2 separate regions of the Sus scrofa genome follow, and region 2 is linked to region 1. A link is a contact called in public Hi-C data. All regions are on one chromosome and are shown on one strand. Each heading gives the region's core, a stretch centred on a gene start, on an enhancer-like site or on the middle of the called end of the contact. The rest is flanking DNA. Distances are from core to core; before and after follow the strand shown. Region 1 holds the start of IFN-ALPHA-1 (interferon-alpha-1). Region 2 holds the start of IFN-DELTA-6 (interferon-delta-6).

Region 1 (2,700 bases), core at 167-2,666:
TCCCATGCTTTACAATTCAGGGAATTGCTTGGAAGTCGCCAGCCCCAGTACCCAATGGACATTGGCAGTTACATGCCTACCAGTCAATGTAGAGAATAACTTCTACTTTTGCTTTTAAAGCCTTACATGGCTTGGTTCACCTTCTGCTGACAGAATTTCATTTTTCTCCCTTCTTTTCCTCATAGCATTAAACCAACCTGATGTTAAATTCTAACATTAGTTAGTATTGGTTATAAACATAAATGGTATTTAATTTTCAATTAACTGATTATTGTTTTCAGGTTACTTTCCCTACTCAAGTCAAAGATGCTAGAAAGCAGAATTGGATTTCTTATGTTCATCTCTCTATCCTGGGGCTATCATACAAGCTGTCTTTGAGGAAGTTTGTATTCTCTTCTAACTTGAATGTCATAATGATGGGGAAATGAATTGCATGAAGGATTATATAATCAGGTTGCACATTCAGGGTTTGTATTTCTTTTTTTAAAAAATAAACAAAAACAAGATGTTTCCTACAGTAAAATTGTAATAAACAAAGATAACAGACCAAATACGAAGGTGGTTTATAAAGTACACATAATATTAAATGCACAAAAAATAATTTAAATCTTACAGATAAATAAATATTAAAATAGATAAATAAATAGAGCAGTCAGGGCCATCCATAGGGTACCAGTGAGTATAGAGTAGAACAGGATTTTGCTTAATAATCCTAAAAAAACTTTGAAAATTGAGTCAATTCATGGCAGGATGACAACAGAAATGAGGGGCTATGATCTGGCAGCACAGGAGGAAGTGTGGGCTTGTTAGTCAGTGAGAAGCATTTCCATGATGAACCAGGTGTCTGTCACTCCTTCTTCCTGAATCTGTCTCACAGGTTTCTGGAGGAAGAGAAGGCTCTCATGACTTCTGCCCTGACGATCTCCCAGGCACAGGGGCTGTAGCTCTTCTCTTGCAGATAGAGGGTGAGTCTGTGGAAGTATTTCCTCACAGCCAGGATGGAGTCCTCCTCCAGCAGGGGGGTCCCTTCCAGCCCCGCCTCCTGCATGACACAGGCTTCCAGGTCCCTGAGCTGCTGATCCAGTCCAGTGCAGAACTGGTGCAGGAGGCTCTCATCCCAGGCAGCAGCCGAGCCCTCTGTGCTGAAGAGCTGGAAGGTCTGCTGGAGCATCTCATGCACCAGAGCCATGGCTTGAGCCTTCTGGACCTGGTTGCCCCCCAAGGCCTCTTGGGGGAATCCAAAGTCCCTTCTGTGGTCCAGGCAGGAGAAGGGGGAGATTCTCCTCATTTGTGCCAGGAGCCTCAGGGCCCTGGTGTGAGCCAGGCTGTGGGTCTGAGGCAGGTCACAGCCCAGAGAGTAGATGGCATTGCAGCTGAGTAGCACCAGGGCTGTGAGGAAGGCTGAGGTTGGGGCCATTGGGGACCTTGCAGATGCTGCTGTCCTGGCTGAGGTGGGTGACTCTGTGACCCTGCTCTCTAGGATGTCTGAAGACCTTCCCTCAGGCCTGTGTCTTAAATAGGAACACATTCATTTCCATTTTCTGAATGTTCCCTCTTACTTTCCACTTTTGTTTCTGCTTTTCACCTTGCACTCTCCAAATGGGTTAGGGCAACATTTCTCAGCCATTTCTTTTTCATTATTGCCTTCCCTTCCTCTCTCTACAGAGCCTTTTTAGATTTTTTTCCCCTGATTGTGCCCCATAAAATTTTGTCATCACAGATATACTGTGCATCTATTTGTGTAATCCATGGATATCTCTATCCTTAGAAAAAGAAAGTACAAAGCTTACTCTTTATATTCAGTTCACAGTTGTGAATGACAAAAAGTTTTCAGCTATAAATGAAATGTAAAAGCTATTGAATTTAATTTACCTTTATAACTAAGTCTTGCAACCTAAGTTGGCAGAGTGACTTTTAGTATAATATAGAGACTTACATAAATAAAAATCTATTAAATTACATACTCAGGTAATATTTTTGTAGATAGATTTATAATAATACCAACGTATAGATATTGCCCTGCACTGACCTGTCCTTTGAAACCATCCCATGCTATTCCCATACTTACTCCCTATCCTGTTGGCTAGAAAAAACCTAAAGGAACTACAGAAAATTTGAAGTCATACATAGAATATGCCAAAGCCACATAATAGCAGGTTCCCATGTCATTGAATCATGTTTGGAGCAGAGCCAATTAGATGATTCATCTGATCAGGAGTGCCTGCACTGTATTCTAACACAAAGGAAACAAATTTCTCTTAGGATCAGATTGCTATTTACTTGTTGCAGCAGCTGGTATTAAGTCAACTGACCAAAGTGTGCAACAACAGACTATCCTAAAAACCTTTCCATTAAAAATAAACTTCCCACATAGGAACAGCAAATGGCCCCCAATAACTTCATCAAATTTAAGAAATTACTCTATAAAAACATTTATTCAATGAAATAATCATAGTCTCTCTAAACATATTTTTGATACTTCATGATTTCCATTTCAAATATTTTTCAGCATGTGTGGAAATGTGAGGTGAGATTGCTTTGGGGGTCAAATCAAACAATAATGTTACTGATTAAGATGTGTCACAAGCGGGACTTTTTTCTCTATTTGACTCTTCTTTGAGGATGGTTATATGAGGGAAAGACACACTACAATTTCTACTCTGACAACCTCCCAGGCACAGGAACTATATTCCTTCTTTT
Region 2 (2,700 bases), core at 96-2,595, 53 kb after region 1:
AGATTGTTTTTTAAAACCTGTGTTCATACAAAAACATTGGTTGTTTTTTTCCCACCCAGAATGTCATTATTGTAAACAGTGTAAAATGAAAGGTGATTTCATTCAGTGAACTTTTCTCAACTAACATTAGTCACAGAATCATTTCCAAACTTCTCTGGATTGGATTCCTAAGAGCATCAGTTCAGGCCAACTAATGTGAGCAGAAATGACATTGCCCTGTACTGACCTGACCTTTGAAAACATCCATGCTATAACCATATTTATTCCATTTATTGTTGACTAGAAAAATAACCTGAACTAGTACAGAGAATTTGAAGTCACGTGTTGAATATACCAAAGCCACAAAAGAGCCAGTACTTAGGAAACTGAATCACTGTTTAGAGGAGAAAAAAATAAGAAGATTCATCTGATCAGGAGTGCCTGTGTGGTGCTCTGATACAAAGGAAAGTTAAATTTCTCTTAGGATCAGATTGCTGACAGTTTGCTGTTCACTTGTTGCAGCAGCTAGCATTAAGTCAACTGACCAATGTCTGCAACAACAGACTATCCTGAAAACCTTTCCATTAAAAATAAACTTCCCACGTAGGAACAGCAAATGGCCCCCAATAACTTCATCAAATTTAAGAAATTACTCTATAAAACATTTATTCAGTGAAATAATCATAGTCTCTCTAAACATATTTTTGATACTTCATGATTTTCATTTCAAATATTTTTCAGCATGTGTGGAAATGTGAGGTGAGATTGCTTTGGGGGTCAAATCAAACAATAATGTTACTGATTAAGATGTGTCACAAGTGTGCCTTTTTTCTCTCTTGACTCTTCGTTGACGATTGTTGCATAAGGGAAAGGCACGCTTCAGTTTCTACTCTTACAACCTCCCAGGCACAGGAACTACATTCCTCCTTTTTGAGATAGCGATGGATTCTTTGGAAATATTTCCAGACAACACTTCCCAAATAGGCACAAGCCAGATTGTTATCTTCCATCTGCTCTAGTCGTTCCAGGCCGTGATCAAGGCGAGAGAGCAGTTGATCGAGGAGGGTGTCGTTCCAAGCAGCACGGCTGGTCTCTGTGTTGAAGAGGTTGATGATTTGCTGGAGCATCAGAGGGTGGTAACAGGTGCCTTGAGATGTCTGTGTTCTGGTGGTTTTGCCTCCTTTCCAAGGAAATTGGAAGTCAGTTCTGTCCTTTAGGCATGCCTGAGAGGAGATCCTTTTCATCTGTCTTAAAAGCATGAAGATTTCTCTATTCTTTAGCCTATGGATCCCAGAGAATTGGCCAAGAGTGCCAGCAGCAGTGGAGGAGAGTATCACTCTTGCCAGGAGCAAATGGATGTGGGCCATTGAGAATTTCAGTCGATTCAGGAGAGGGCCGCCAGGGGGCGCGCGCGGGCACCGCTAAACTGTAAGCGAGAACGTTCCTTCCCCGAACCCAGGGCAGAGTGCTTCTCTAGGCGGTGTTTTGGAAACACTGACTTTCAGAGGCTGTAGTTTCCGCGGGGCTGGCAGCGCGAGAGAAAGAGCTGATCGTCTGCACGGAGCAAGTTGGTGCTGCTTTAATAGTGCACGAAAAACCTCCCGAGTCCCTGACTGCTGAAGAGCGAGGCTAGTCCCGGCTTCACCAGCGATATTATTGTCTGGTAGGGATCTGGGAACCTTGCATTTTCCGAGCTTTCGCCTGAGTTTTCTGCGGTATTTTCGTACAGAAACTTTAGCGAGGTCATTTTTTAACGGAAGAATCTGTTTCTGATTGAGAGCCAGTTGTAGCCAGTTTTACAGATTGGGGCTTTTTAGGAGCGATGCAGGGGCAGCGCAGAGAAAGGGGGATGTGGAGTTCCCATTGTGGCACAACGGAAATGAATCTGACTAGGAACCAGGAGTTTGCAGGTTCGTCCCCTGGCCTTACTTAGTGGGTTAAAGATCCGAGGTGGCCGTGAGCTGTGGTGTAGGTTGCAGACGCGGCTCGGATCCTGGGTTGACGTGGCGCTGGTTGTGGGTGGTATTGGCCGGCAGCTGTAGCTCTGATTCGACCCCTAGCCTGGGAATCTCCATATGCCGCTAATGCGGCCCTAAAAAGCTTAAAAAACAAAACAAAACAAAACAAAACAAAAAAACAAAAGAGAGAGAGAGAGACAGAGAGAGAGAGGGAGAAAGGGGGGACAGGGCGGCCGCGGGAGGACTGGGAGGTGTTAGGGACGCCCAGGTGGTGATTTGGCGCGTGTCCTCCTCATGCCAGAGGACGGGAAAGCTGTGCCCCAAGAGTCTCTGTGACTTTCCTGGTGTCATTCAAGGCTACAGAGTTAAATTATTGAAGAATTGGAAAGAAGGAATGTTTAAAAACTTGAAGCATTTTACCTTTTATATTTTTAAATTAAATTTATTTTAATTGATATCCGTTTAATTTAAATTACTTTTAAATTATTTTTATATTTTAATAATTTATTGAACTATTTTAAAATATAAAAAATTAAATATTAAAATATATATGATTGAAACACAGCACTATATCAAACTTTATGTGAACTTTTTTTTTTTTTTTTTTTTGGCCAAGCTCATGGCAAAGGGAATTTTCCAGGCCAGGGCCAGGAATGGAACCTCAGCCATAGCTATGATGCAACCCAGTGACAACGCCAAGATCTTTAAGCTACTACCCCACAAAGGAACTCCAAAACCTTGCTTATTTTAAAGCAAAAGCAAT

Evidence for each region. A called contact is a pair of places that touch in the nucleus more often than the background predicts.
Region 2: a contact with region 1 is called in a Hi-C map of alveolar macrophages, with 2.4 times the contacts expected there. The contact joins the promoter of IFN-DELTA-6 here to the promoter of IFN-ALPHA-1 in region 1. A contact is called at or near these places in 11 of 47 Hi-C or Micro-C datasets (alveolar macrophages, blood, fibroblasts and 6 more) and 2 of 2 datasets of contacts at active chromatin or transcription factors (alveolar macrophages and skeletal muscle).

What each region holds. Positions count from the first base shown.
Region 1 is chr1:201,289,267-201,291,966 of Sscrofa11.1, forward strand. It overlaps IFN-ALPHA-1 (interferon-alpha-1), which reads right to left and starts at 1,417. Exons shown (of 1, transcript NM_001166311.1): 1 at 872-1,417. The coding sequence starts at 1,417. The coding sequence ends at 872. It also overlaps the pseudogene LOC110255449.
Region 2 is chr1:201,341,997-201,344,696 of Sscrofa11.1, forward strand. IFN-DELTA-6 (interferon-delta-6) reads right to left here and starts at 1,346. Exons shown (of 1, transcript NM_001166312.1): 1 at 792-1,346. The coding sequence starts at 1,346. The coding sequence ends at 792.